Linked DNA regions of Macaca mulatta: region 1 is linked to region 2. Evidence: chromatin contacts called from public Hi-C data. All regions are on one chromosome and are shown on one strand. The core of a region is the stretch at or near the end of the contact, and the rest is flanking DNA. Distances in the headings are between cores, read along the strand shown. Region 1 holds the start of ERICH6 (glutamate rich 6). Region 2 holds the start of SELENOT (selenoprotein T).

Evidence for each region. Hi-C and Micro-C count contacts between places; a contact is called where the count stands out from the background.
Region 1: a contact with region 2 is called in a Hi-C map of cortical neurons, with 4 times the contacts expected there. The contact joins the promoter of ERICH6 here to the promoter of SELENOT in region 2. A contact is called at or near these places in 2 of 14 Hi-C or Micro-C datasets (cortical neurons and fibroblasts).

Annotation. Positions count from the first base shown.
Region 1 is chr2:53,736,506-53,743,130 of T2T-MMU8v2.0, forward strand. It overlaps ERICH6 (glutamate rich 6), which reads right to left and starts at 1,428. Exons shown (of 14, transcript XM_077991575.1): 1 at 1,293-1,428. LOC106997043 (a long non-coding RNA gene) reads left to right here and starts at 1,515. Exons shown (of 4, transcript XR_001443150.3): 1 at 1,515-1,570; 2 at 4,460-4,703; 3 at 5,511-5,588.
Region 2 is chr2:53,625,656-53,632,525 of T2T-MMU8v2.0, forward strand. It overlaps SELENOT (selenoprotein T), which reads left to right and starts at 1,596. Exons shown (of 6, transcript NM_001159414.2): 1 at 1,596-1,818. The coding sequence starts at 1,682.

The DNA.
Region 1 (6,625 bases), core at 178-2,677, 110 kb after region 2:
TTGAATGAAACATTTAAAAATCAGCTACTCCCTCTAAATCAAAAGGGCAATTCTGCCCCCTCCCAGGAACACATGGCAAGGTCTGGAGACATTTTTGATCATCGCAAGGGTGTGTGCTCCTAGCACAGACAAGGGTAGAGGACAGGCATGCTGCTAAACATCCTATAATTCACAGGACAGTCCCCAACCCTCCCCAACAAAGAATTATCCAGACCAAAATGTCAATACTAGAGCTTGAGAAACCTACTCTAAAAGACTTCTCTGCTTCTTTTTTCAAGAAAGTGACTGGAGTGGCTTCAGTACAGGATGCTAAACACAATAGAGAGTTGTTTTTTTTTTTTTTTTTTTGCAGGACGGTTTTAGTAGTACAACACCCTTGAGGCACTTCTCTGGAAATAATATGAGTGTGTGTGTGTGTGTGTGTGTGTGTGTGTGAGACAGAGACAGAGAGAGAGAGAGAGAAAGAGAGGGGGAGAGGGAGGGAAGGAAGAGGGAGGGGGAGAGGAGGGAGAAGGGATGGGGGAAGAGAGAGAGAGAGACAGAGAGAGAGAGAGAGATGTAACGGTGTGAATGCACGCAAAAATGTTATAAAAATGAGCACTCCCATCAGCCTGGGCAACATAGTGAGACGCCAAATTAGCTGGGCGTGGTGGCGTGTGCCTGTAGTTCCAGCTACTCGGGAGGCTGCGATGGGAGGCTTGAGCCCAGGAGGTCGAGGCTGCAGCCACTGCACTCCAGCGTGGGCGACAGAGCGAGACTCTTGTTTCAAAATAAAAAAGCACTCCATACAGCAATGCTCAAGTTCAACTTTTATAGTGTTTCGCCTATATCCTAAATCGTGCATCATCACAACAGCTCAGCCAAGGGTTCAGTGCCTCTGACAAGGACGTGAGAGAAATTAGGTGTGTGGAACGGTGCATGCATTTAGAAATGAAGCACGACGCGCAGGTCGACGAAGGCACGGGAGTGGGTGGACCAGGTGACCCCTGGGGACCAGAAAGCCCTCGAAGAAGGGGTGGGTCGGGGGCGGTACTTTTATGCGAGGAGGCACTGGAGGGTGGGCTGGCGCTCGGTATTTCGGTACTGGTCGCGCTCTGGCTGGGCACGCTCGTAGAGCTCAGGCTAGGGCTGACGATGCTGGCTAAGCGGGGGCGCACGTCTGGGAAGTCGTAGTCGTAGTCACCGATGTCCATGACCTTCCAGAGGTACTCGTCGCTGAACTTCTCAGGGGCCTCCGACTCCTGCTCTTCCCCCACAAACTCCTCCTCCACCTCCTCTTCCTCCTCCTCCACCTCTTCCTCCTCCTCCTCCTCCATCTCTTCCTCCTCCTCCTCTAACTCCTCAGACTCCTTCTGGTTCTTCTTCCCCGGATGTCCGAAGCTGCTAGGCAAGCGCAAATGGGCCATGGCTGGCGGGAGGCGGGATTACAGCCAGCTCAGTGGCCGCGGCCCCTGTCGGCTCTGGCCGGCGTGCGCCTTTGTTGTGCGTTGGTCTCCCCTGGCAACTGCCTGCCCTGCGCCGCGGAGCCTCCCGGATTTAAAGCGGCAGGACCCGATTAGCCGGGTAGAATGTGGGTGCCGGCGGCCGGCAGGGGTCACCGCAAGCTTCTTTCTATCCCTGCTCTCCAGCGTCCGGCGTCTCTGAAACCCCTGGCAGCCTGCAGAGAAACGATCTTTTCTTCGTCTCTCAGCTTATTTGGAGCTTTTTTTTTTTTTTTTTTTTTTTTTTAAACGGGTGGAGGAAGTGGCTTCTAGCGATGGACACACACAGTGCCATTTGATATTGCGAATGCTGGAGTCTGGTAATTGAGTAGACAGATGCTTGCTGGAGCTTCCAGTGAAACTTTATTTACAAAATCAGGCGCCAGTCCTTGGGCCCTCTTTTGCGGATATTTTTAAAATTACCTTAAATATTAATAAGCGTATTAAAATTGCCTTAAATGTTAGTTGTCTTAAATATTGTTAGATTAATATTAATTAATCTTGATTAGCGAGATTTTTAGCCTCCCATAAATTTTGCTCGTTGCTGTAATCTGGGTCCTGCTTGGCCCATCTATCCATCCTGGAGCAGAAAATCCTGAAGCATCTGGCCACCTAGATACTACCTGCGTCCTTCTGGGACTTTGTATTTACTTAAATTTTTGTTATATATATATATTTTTATATATATATATTTTTTATTTTTGAGAGACAGGGTGTCACTCTGTCACCCAGGCTGGAGTGCAGTGGCGGCATCGTGGCTCACTGCAGCCCTGAACTCTTGGGCTGCAGTGATCCTTCCACCTGGGTCTCCCAAGTGGCTAGGACAACAATGTGTGCCACCACGCCTGACCAATTTTATATGTTATATTATATTATATTATATTATATTATATTATATTATATTTATTTTGAGACGGAGTCTCGCTCTGTCACCCAGGCTGGAGTGCAGTGGCGCGATCGCAGTTCACTGCAACCTCAGCCTCCCGGGTTCAAGCAATTCTCCTGCCTCAGCCTCCCGAGTAGCTGGGACTACAGACACATACCACCACACCCAACTAATTTTTTGCATTTTCAGTAGAGATGGGGTTTCACCGTGTTAGCCAGGATGATCTCGATCTCCTGACCTGGTAATCCGCCTGCCTCACCCTCCCAAAGTGCTGGGATTACAGGCATGAGCCACTGCACCTGGCCTATATTATATTTATTTTGAGACAGGGTCTTACCCTGTCGCCCAGGCTGGAGTGCAGTGGTGCTATCTCAGCTCCCCAGCAACCTCTGCCTTCCGTCTTAAGCTGATCCTCCAGCCTCAGCCTCCCGAGTATCTGGGACTACTTTTTGTAGAGATGGCGTCCTGCTATGTTGCCCAGGCTGGTCTCAAATTCCTGGTCTCAAGTCCGGGGCTCAAGAGATCCTCCCAACTCGGTCTCCCAAAGTTCTTAGGATTACAGACTTGAGCTACTGTGCCTGGCTAGGGAATATTTTTGAAAGACGAGATCTTGCAGGCGAAAGGAGCAGGCAGCACAGATGAGAGGGTACATTTGAGTTGCTTTAAAAGGAAGGGCAAAATGTGGTGACCAGAGAGGAAAGTGAAAAGCTTTCCAGCAGGCTCAGGGCAGGAAAGGAGGGCCAGAACAGGGAATTATGTATACAGATATTGAGGTACAAATAAGATAAGTGGAATTTAAAAAAGAAAATAAGAAAAAGCACAATTCTTTTCTGGGCAATAGTAGCAGTTTGATGCTGGAAGCTATCTCAGAAGCTATGAAATTCAACCAGGGTCCTCAGAGAGCAGACTGGAAGTCAGGATGTGGGGATGTGACATGGGGCTGGCAGAGAGCAAGGGTGACAGTGCTTGTGCTTACTCTGAAGTGCCTGCTCTAGCTCAGTTCTGTGACTGCCCTGACATTTTCTCAATTGTGTGGTGAATTGATTTAAGTACTCCTTGTTTAGACCCTCTATTTAAGGCCTTTTTTGAACATTTTATGGAATCTCGTTCCCTTGGATCTACTTACTATGCAAAGAACAGTGTCTTATTTTCCCACGAGTTGATGCCACTCTCTTGTTTTGGCTGTTCAGAGATAATATGATGCTGGGTCAGTTTACATTTTCCCCTTCCCCGTTCCTGGTGTCTAGCTTGACTCATGAATTTGAGATTTGAGAACCAGGCACCTGCCCTGACTAACTGTGACTTTGGGGTTATTGAGCCTCAGTTTCTTAGTGTGTAGAATGGAAATATCAGTACCTTTCCACTTAATTCATGGCGCTATTTTGAGATAAAATTTAATTATTCTTTATTTTCTTCATTTTTTTTTTTTTTCCTAAGATGGCATCTCAATGTGTTGCCTAGGCTGGTCTTGAACTCCTGGGCTCAAGCAATCCTCCCACCTCGGCCTCCCAAAGTGCTGGGATTACAGCTGTCTGGCCTATTTTCTTTTTGAGGATTGATTTTGTATTTTATTTTATTTTTTTAGGACCACATATCTCCGTTTAGAAAATGTTAGCTTCTAATGTAGTGAATGCTTCAGAGGTATATTAGTTCGGTTTCACACTGCTATGAGGAATTGCCTGAGGCTGAATAATTTATAACATAAACAGGTTTAATTGACTCACAGTGCCCCATAACTGTGGAGGCCTCAGGAAACTTACAATCATGGCGGAAGGTGAAGGGGAAGCAAGGCACGTCTTACTTGGTGGCAGGAGAGAGAGAGAGAGAGAGTGTAGGGGAAACTGCCACTTTTTTTTTTTTTTTTTTTTTTTTTGAGACAGAGTCTCGCTCTGTTGCCCAGGCTGGAGTGCAGTGGCACAATCTTGGCTCACTGCCAGCTTGGCCTTCTGGGTTCAGGTCATTCTCCTGCCTCAGCCTCCCGAGTAGCTGGGACTACAGGAGCCCGCCACCACGCCCGGCTAATTTTTTGTCTATTTAGTAGAGACGGGGTTTCACCATGTTAGTCAGGATGGTCTGGATCTCCTGCTCTCAGGTAATCCACCCGCCTTGGCCTCTCCAAGTGCTGGGATTACAGGTGTGAGCCACTGTGCCTGGCCAGAAACTGCCACTTTTAAACCATCAGATCTCATGGAGAACTCCTTCACTATCACGAGACCACATGAGGGAAACCACTCCTATGATCTGATCACTTCCCACCAGGTCCTGCCCTCAACATGTGGGGATTACAATTCAAAATGAGATTTTGGTTGGGATACAGAGCCAAACTATATCAAGAGGTAATGGATTTTTAAAAAATTTCCTATCTCAAGTATATAATATTATGTAATTGTATTATATATATATAATATTGTATATTATCATCATTTGATATTTTGTTTGCCTTTCTTTGATTTTGTTTTTAATTGGCACATCATAATTGTACATACTCATGGGATACAGTGTGATGTTTCAATACGTGGTACATTGTGTGAAAATCAAATCAGAATATTTAGCATATCCATCACCTCTTATATTTATTATTTGTATTAGTTCCTTCACACTCTGCTAATAAAGACATACTTGAGGCTGGGTAACTTATAAAGGAAAAAGGTTTAATTTACTCACAGTTCAGCATGGCTGGAGAGGCCTCAGGAAACTTACAATTATGGCAGAAGGGAAAGCAAACACATCCTTCTTCACATGATGGCAAGAAGGAGAAGTGCTGTGCAAAAGTGGGGAAAGCCCCTTATAAAACCATCAGATCTCGTGAGAACTCACTCACTATCATAAGAACAGCAGCATGGTGGTAATTGCCCCCATGATTCAATTACCTCCCACAAGGTTCCTCCCACGACGCATGGGGATTATGGGAACTACAATTCAAGATGACATTTGGGTGGGGACACAGCCAAACTATATAATCATTTCTTTGTGATGAGAACATTCAATATTCTCTCTTCTAGCTATTTTAAAATATGTAATATTGTTAACCATAGTCACTCTACTGTGCAGTAGAACTCCAGACCTTATTCCTCCTATCTAACTATAACTTTGTACTTGTTGACCAACCTCTCTTTATTTTCTCTCTGTCCTACCCTCCCCAGCATCTGGTAGCCACTGTCCTACTAAGTACTTCTGTGAGATCAACTTCTTTGGATTCCACGTATGATCAAGATCATGAGGTGTTTGTCTTTCTATGCCTGGCTTATTTCACTTCACATAATGTCCTCCAGATTCATCCATGTTGTTGTGTATGACAGGATTTAATTATTTTTTATGGCTGAATAGTATTCCATTGTATCTATATACCACTTTTTCTTTTTTTGAGACAGATTCTTGCTCTATTGTCTAGGCTAGAGTGCAGCAGTGCAATCATGGCCCACTGCAGCCTGAAATTCCTGGGTTCAAGTGATCCTTCCACCTCAGCCTCCCCAGTAGCTAAGACTACAAGTGTGTGCCATCATGCCTGGCTAATTTTTAAATTTTCTGTAGAGACAGAGTCTTACTATTTTGCACAGGCTGGTCTTGAACTCCTGGTCTCAAGTGAGTCTCCCACCTTGGCCTCCCAAAGTTCTGGCAGTACAGGTGTGAGCCACCATACTCTGGCAGATTATTATCATTATTATTATTATTTAGCTTTTGAGTTCCTCATATATTCTGATATGAACCCCTTGTCAGATGTATGATTTGCAAATATTTTCTCCTGTTCTGCAACTTGTCTCTTCACTCCGTTGATTGTTTCCTTTGCTGTGCAGAAGCTTTTTAGTTTGAAATAATTCTATTTGTCTATTTTTCTTTTTGTTGCTTGTGCTTTTGGGGTCTTATCAAAAAAATCCTTGCTCAGAACAATGTCATGAAGCATTTCCCCTATGTTTTCTTCTACTAGTTTTATTGTTTCAGGTCTTACACTTAAGTCTTTAATCCATTTTGATTTGATTTTTGTATATGGTAAAATATACGGGTCTAGCTTTATTCTTCTGCATGTGGATATCCAATTTCCATCACCATGTATTGAAGAGACTGTCTTTTCTCCATTGTGCTTTCTTGGAACCTTTGTCGAAAATCAGTTGGCTCTAAGTATGTGAATTTATTTTTGTGTTCTCCATTCTGTCGCATTGGTCTGTGTGTCTGGTTTTTTGTCAGTATCATGTTGTTTTAGTTACTACAGCTTTGTAGTATATTTTGAAGTCAGGTAGTGTGATGCCTCCAGCTTTGTTCC
Region 2 (6,870 bases), core at 346-2,845:
CCACCTCATTTTACTTAGTCCCTACTCAAGATGAAGTCACTCTGGATTGAACACCTCTGATAAAAGAACCACTCAGCACCCCAGCTCCATTTTCCAAATCATCCAATCAAGCCTCAGATCCTAACACCTCCTTATTGAGTCTTCTCATGGTTTCCCGTGGTGTGCGTTCCCCTGTCTTAGTCCATCTGGGCTGCTATAACAGAATAACTGAGATTGGGTAATTAATAAAGATACAGATTTATTTCTTACAGTTCTAGAGGCTGAAAATTCCAAGATCAAGGGCTCCACATCTTATGGGGACTTTGTGTTCTGTCGTCCAATGGAGGAAGGTAAATGTGCAGGAGAGTGCAAAAGTGAAAGAGCAATAGACAGAAATCGAAACCTTAAGCCCTTTCATAATTGGCATTAATCCATTCAAGTCCTTTCATAATTGGCATTAATCCATTCATGAGGGTGGACCCCTCCCATAGGCCCCATCTCCCAACACTGTTACATTGGGCATTAAATTTCCAACACATGCTTTTCGGGGGATATATTCAAACCATAGCATCCCTCTTGCTGCAATTAATAATAAACAAAATTGTTCAATTACTGGTGTGTTCCTGGTCTTAAAAGTTTTTGACTTGTTCTAAAAGACACATCAACCAATGACAATGTATAAATTTAATTTTGATTCTTATTTTAACAAATGAACAGTAGGAAAATAAGTAGTTATTGAGACATTTGAACACTATTTAATACTAAGCAATTACTATTTTTTAAAGGTGAGATAATGATACTGTGGTCATTTTTTTTTTCAAACAATAGTTCTTTTTTAGAGATATGTGCTTAAATAATTGTAAGCCAGGCATAGTTGCCTGTGCCTGTGTTCCTAACCACTTGGGAAGCTGAGGCAGGATTGCTTGAGCCCAGGGGTGTGAGGCTGCAGTGAGCTATCATCATGCTACTGCACTTCAGCCTGGGTGACAGTGAGACCGTGTTTAAATATATAGAGATGAAATGATATGACGTCTGAGATTTGCTTCCAAATATGCCCAGGAAGGGAAGAAGTGTTTAGAGATATAGACAAATCAAGAACGTCAAAATGTTAGTAACTGTTAAAGCTTGCTAAGGTAGTTACTCTATTTTTGTATAATATACGTTTGGAATTGTTCAAAGGTTTCTTAAAACTTATGTTTAATATTCTTTTAGGAGAAAGCAATATTGTAAGATCAAAGAAAAGGCCATAAACAGGGCACCCCAAAAATTTCAGCATTACCATTCTGAGGGTCAGGAGTCTCCTCCCTCCTATCCGCCAACACTTGAATCAGGGCTGTCAAGTAGGTGTTTCCAAGTGTCTCAGGCAGATAAATGGATAAATTGCAAAACTGGATATAGAACTCAAATCTGCCTCATACATGGGCCCTGTGACACCCCACCAGCTCCTTTGCTCCCTCTCTTCCTTTCTTATGCCGTCCCAGAGTCTTGCACACTACCAAGATGGTGGTGAGTCAGGACAGTAAAACAGGTCGGCTCTTCACTCCAGTAGTGCGCGCAGGCGCCGGGCCGCGCAGGCGCATTACTGCTCCCCTCCCCCGACCTTGGCTGATCGCGCCTGCGCAGTGGGGAGCAGCTCGCGCCTGGGCTTTGGGCTGGCTGCAGTCTTAGTCTGAGGGCGGCCGAAGCGGCTGGCTCAATTAAGATGAGGCTTCTGCTGCTTCTCCTAGTGGCGGCGTCGGCGATGGTCCGGAGCGAGGCCTCGGCCAATCTGGGCGGCGTGCCCAGCAAGAGATTAAAGATGCAGTACGCCACGGGGCCGCTGCTCAAGTTCCAGATTTGGTGAGTATGTGCAGTGGGCCCCGGCCACCCCGCCGCGCCTGTGCTCGGCGCCGCTGGGTACGCGAGGCCCCGGCTTCGCGGCCTAGCTGGCTGCATCTTCGCTGGCCTCGCAGAACGGTGCGGGAGCCCTTCCACAGACAACCTTCTCGCGGGCCCTTTTAGAGCGGTCAGGCCGCCCTCCTTTTCCAGGTACAACTGCTCACTTGATTTTTGCCTCCTAGAACAGTGGGAGTGGGGAAAGAGGGCGCGAGAAGGTTAAACGCTGAAAGGCGAAGACGGGGGGACACCTGTTAGTACGGAGGACCTGTCGGCGGCGTCACGCCATAGCCACCCCGACTGCCTGCGGAGATGGGGATGAGTAGGCGCCGCGTCAGCGGAGGAGCGCCAAGCATTTGTCAGTTCACTTTTCCTGCCTTCTTTTCCGGGGTTATGTTGGGCGGCCTCGCTCCCTGGCTAGGTGAAGGTTAATTCGGGTCGTTGGAGAGGATCCGGGAGTGACAGACGCCGTTTTTCTCCAGGACTTGCTGGGGGGACTGTTGAGTTTGCGAATGGGGCGTCTGACAGCTGGAGGGCGTGAAGGGGAGGTCTGGGGATGCTGGTTCTGTTTGCCATTTCCAAAGTGTCAGAAAAGGAGCACGTTGTTCTTCTAAACTTTGACAGTTCGCTCGCATTCACCCCTCACCTGCCTCCCAGGAGTTGCCTGCTCTGGCATCTCGTTCTACCTTTCAGTTGTCTTGTGTATTCACAGAAAAGATCTCGGCAGTTTTCGACAGTGTTCTTTAAATTATTTTGTTTTTAACCTAATCGTTAGGAACAGGGCAATGATGCCTTTTATACGGTAAGGGAGGTTGCGGGTGGGGATTGAAAAGCTCCAAAGATTGGGGGAAAAAACACCAAAATTGTAAAATTATAGAAATGAGAATCTTAAACCCCCAAAGATGACATTTTCTCAGGATAAACTGACCATCCCAGGATAGCCAGATTAGTAAATCATCAGAGTCCTGATACATCGGAATGCTGGTGTTGGCCATCATTCACTTAAACCCTTCTTTTAAGAACTTCATGTATTAGTATATTAAAGTTTAGATTTTCTACTTCTCCAACTAGCTTTTTGCTTACTCACTGAACACCAAGCAAATCTTTAAAATAATTTTTAAAAATCAGTTTAAGGTGATGTTTGAGTTAGAAAATAAGATGGTGAGACTTTATTTTTGGAGTAAAAACTAAAAACATTGCAATTTCTTCTGAGTAAAAACAAACAAGGCCTGGCGCGCTGGCTCATGCCTGTAATCCCAGCACTTGGGGAGGCCGAAGCTGGCGGATCACCTGAGGTCGGGAGTTCGAGACCACGGGAGTTCGAGACCAGCCTGACCAACATGGAGAAACCGCGTCTCTACTAAAAATATAAAAATTAGCCTGGCGTGGTGGCGCATGCCTGTAATTCCAGCCACTTGGGAGGCTGAGGCAGGAGAATCGCTAGAACCCGGGAAGCGGAGGTTGCAGTGAGCCGAGATCGCGCCATTGCACTCCAGCCTGGGCAACAATAGCGAAACTCCGTCTCAAAAAAAGAAGCAAAAAACCTCCCTGTACGGTGTACTATGTGCCTGAAATATATCATCTTTCATGTAATACTGCAAATGGGAGGATGGTTTAACCATTAACTTTTTTCCTTAATTTTTAAATTAGAAGGTAGTAATCATTTTACCAACCTAAAGATTGTTAAGTGTTGTGATACTTACAGATTTAAGTAGTTTAAAAACTGCAGTTTTCAAATTAATATAATTTTTCTGTATCCTACTTTATCTCTTGGTTGCATTTTTGCTTTTCCAAAATATCACTTTTACATTTGCTTGTTTTGGAACACTTGTCACAATGATTTACCAGGTGTATCTTCCACCAACGCTATTCATAGCAAGGTTTTCAAAATGTGTAAACAAACGTAGGGAAGGGCATTCAGTCCTTCAAATAAACTTAAAAAAAAAAAAGTAGTAAGTACTTCACTTGAACTTTTGATACTTTGTTTTTCTTTGTTTTTAAGTACAGACCTGTCCCAAAAGCCTAATAATTTTCTTTTACAGTCACCCTGAGCATGTTATATAACAAAAATACTTCCATTTTAAAAATTATTTTTATTTTTATTTTTCTGACACTATCCACCAGAGATCATTTTTTAAAATCTGTAGATGGGAAATAACTTTATTAATATGACCCACCAAATACATATCACCTTAGCTTGTTGTTTGTTGCTTTTTCCCCCATAGATTAATCTGTTTGTGGTAAAGTGAATATTGGATTTCTGGTTTTGCTAGAATCTTTTGACATTAATTTGCAAGTTTGTTTGAGAAAGGACAGGAAGCTAATACATTTGAGGATAAACGTGAGAATTTTAAAATTCTATTTGAAGTCAGCATTATAAAATGCAGTTTTTCATTAATTACCACTGCTAACAGTCAAAAGAGAACTATTTTACCTTCATTTCAACTGACTGTTTCCCCTCATATTGATCATGAGTACTTTATCAAAAATAACTATACCTCAATATCTCACCTGGTAATTGTACCACTTTTGCAATTGTTAGTCAACAAAATAGCAACACAGTGCTGAGAGATCAACCTTGTAGAGTAACTTACCTATTCTCGTTTTTTTTTTCCTTTCTTTCTTCCTTTTTTTTTTTTTTTTTTTTCTGAGACAGAGTCTCTCTGTGTCACCCAGGCTGGACTGCAGTGGCATGATCACAGAGCCTTGACTTCCTGAGCTCTGATGATCCTCCCACCACAGCCTCCCAAGTAGCTGGGACTGCAGATGCGCACCACCACGCCCGGAATTTTCGTGTTTTTTGTAGAGACCTGGTCTTGCCATGTTGCCCAGGCTGTGTGTAATACCTGATGTATGCCAGGAACTAAATATGCTAAAGATGTGACCATCTCAAGAACCTATCAGACTGGCATAGTATTACTTGTGTATCTGAGTCTTTGGTTTATTATATCGATTGAGCAATATAATTAGATAAACTTTTGATTATATTGGCTTCATACTTGGAAAAAATTTATTCCACTTATTTGGACGTTTAACATTTAACATAGAAAAAGGAAGTTCTCTAATCAGAGCTTAAAATTCCGTTGTTTTTGAGACAGAGTGTTGCTCTATCGCCCAGGCTGGAGTGCAGTGGTTGGATTTCAGCTCACTGCAACCTCTGCCTCCCCGGCTCAAGCGATTCTCCTGCCTCAGCCTCACAAGTAGCTGTGATTTAACATGTAATCAAATCTATATCATTGAATTAGTTGCAGTTTAAAGAGATTATTGGCTACAACCCATTACAGTTAATATTTACTTGAACATTTGACAATTGATTTGCTGAGAATAGTAGATTAAATGAAATTGAGATTTCAAAACATAAGTAGAATATGGCAGGATTTTCAAAGTTTTGTTAATTTGAGAATCTACTGCTGTAATTTTAGGACAGCCAACTTCTAAATATAGTTTTAAGAAGTAAATGAAAAACGGTTACAAAAACAGATTTTTATTTAAATTTACAACTACTCAGCCTTGGCTTTCATAGTATGACAGCAAGAAAATAAAGACCAAAGGCTGATTTGGATATTGATATACATCAAGATTAGTAGTAAAATGCTGAATTGGAGAAATTGTGAGTTACAGAGATCATGTTGGTTACTTTACTGTAGACTTGATATTTGCATATTCAACAGATATTGGAGCACTTACTCTGTGCAGGCACTTTGCTTCCTGCAGAGAATTCAATTCAGTACTCTCATGGACTTCACAGCAAGAGCAGATGCAGCCATTAATCCATGTACTGACCACACACATAAAATTCAATTTGTGTTAAGTGCTGTGAATAAAGATTATGTATGTGGTAGTATGAGAGATAGCTAGTCGGGATCAGGGAAGGTTTCCGTGAGGAAATGAACTTTGAACTGAGATTCGAAGGATAGGATTTATTTGGCGAGAACTTTCCAGGCAATGGGAGTAACACGTGCAGTGTTCTTATAGTAGGAAAGACCACAGTTTTATTTGGCGAGAACTTTCCAGGCAATGGGAGTAACACGTGCAGTGTTCTTATAGTAGGAAAGACCACAGTTTTACCAGAGAAGCCTAAGCCTACTGACCTCAGAGACCTAAAAGAAGGTGCCGTTAAGAGCTTGAGGGTCTGGCAGGCCATGCTTAACAAAGACCATTTGGTTTCCTTGTGGAAAAGACATTCCAGGAGTCAAAGAATAGATGGGAAACCATTTAGGGTGGCTTTTGGAGTTGTCCAGGCAAGAGATGATGGAACTTGGAAAAGAAAGGAGGTGGTAGAAATAGAAAGAGACGTATTTGAAAGATCTTTATGTGGTAAATTTAACAGCTTTTAATGATGAATTATATGTTTGTGGGGAAAAAGAGGTGGCATGAAGTGAGAGATGTCAAAGATGATTCCTGAGTTCTGTGGTGACGCTACACCATTCACTGGAATGATAATTAAAATAAATGAGTTCTATGAATGTTTTTGGTGGGAGGGAAGGAATATTGACAAGCAGCCTGGAATTGGTGAGGAAAAAATTTTGTTGCGTAGGTTTTAGCATGAACTGCTGATAAATCAAGTCCTGTAGTGATGGGGACATATTTTAAATTTTTGTTTATGCCTTTTTTTTTTTTTTAATGCCACTTGGAAATCTTTTTTTTTTTTTTTTTGGCTACTTGTCATTCACCTCAAAGGTTAGAGAGAACTCCACCAAGAGATACGGAGAAGAAGCTTTACAAACTAAGGGAAGAGCATATGCAAATGAAGCCTGATTTATCATATGGGGGTGGGGACAGGAAATGAGGAAAGCTGAAGTCCCCTGATCAGTTTAAAACACCTAGCTCAGTTTATATGTTGCTGTTTATCAATTAATTGCTTATTATTGTTATTTTCATTATTGTCTTTTTTTTTTTTTTTAAAGACGGAGTCTCCCCTCTGTCTCCCAGGCTGGAGTGCAGTGGTGTGGTCTTGGCTCACTGCAAGCTCCGCCTGCTGGGTTCACTCCATTCTCGTGCCTCACCCTCCCGAGT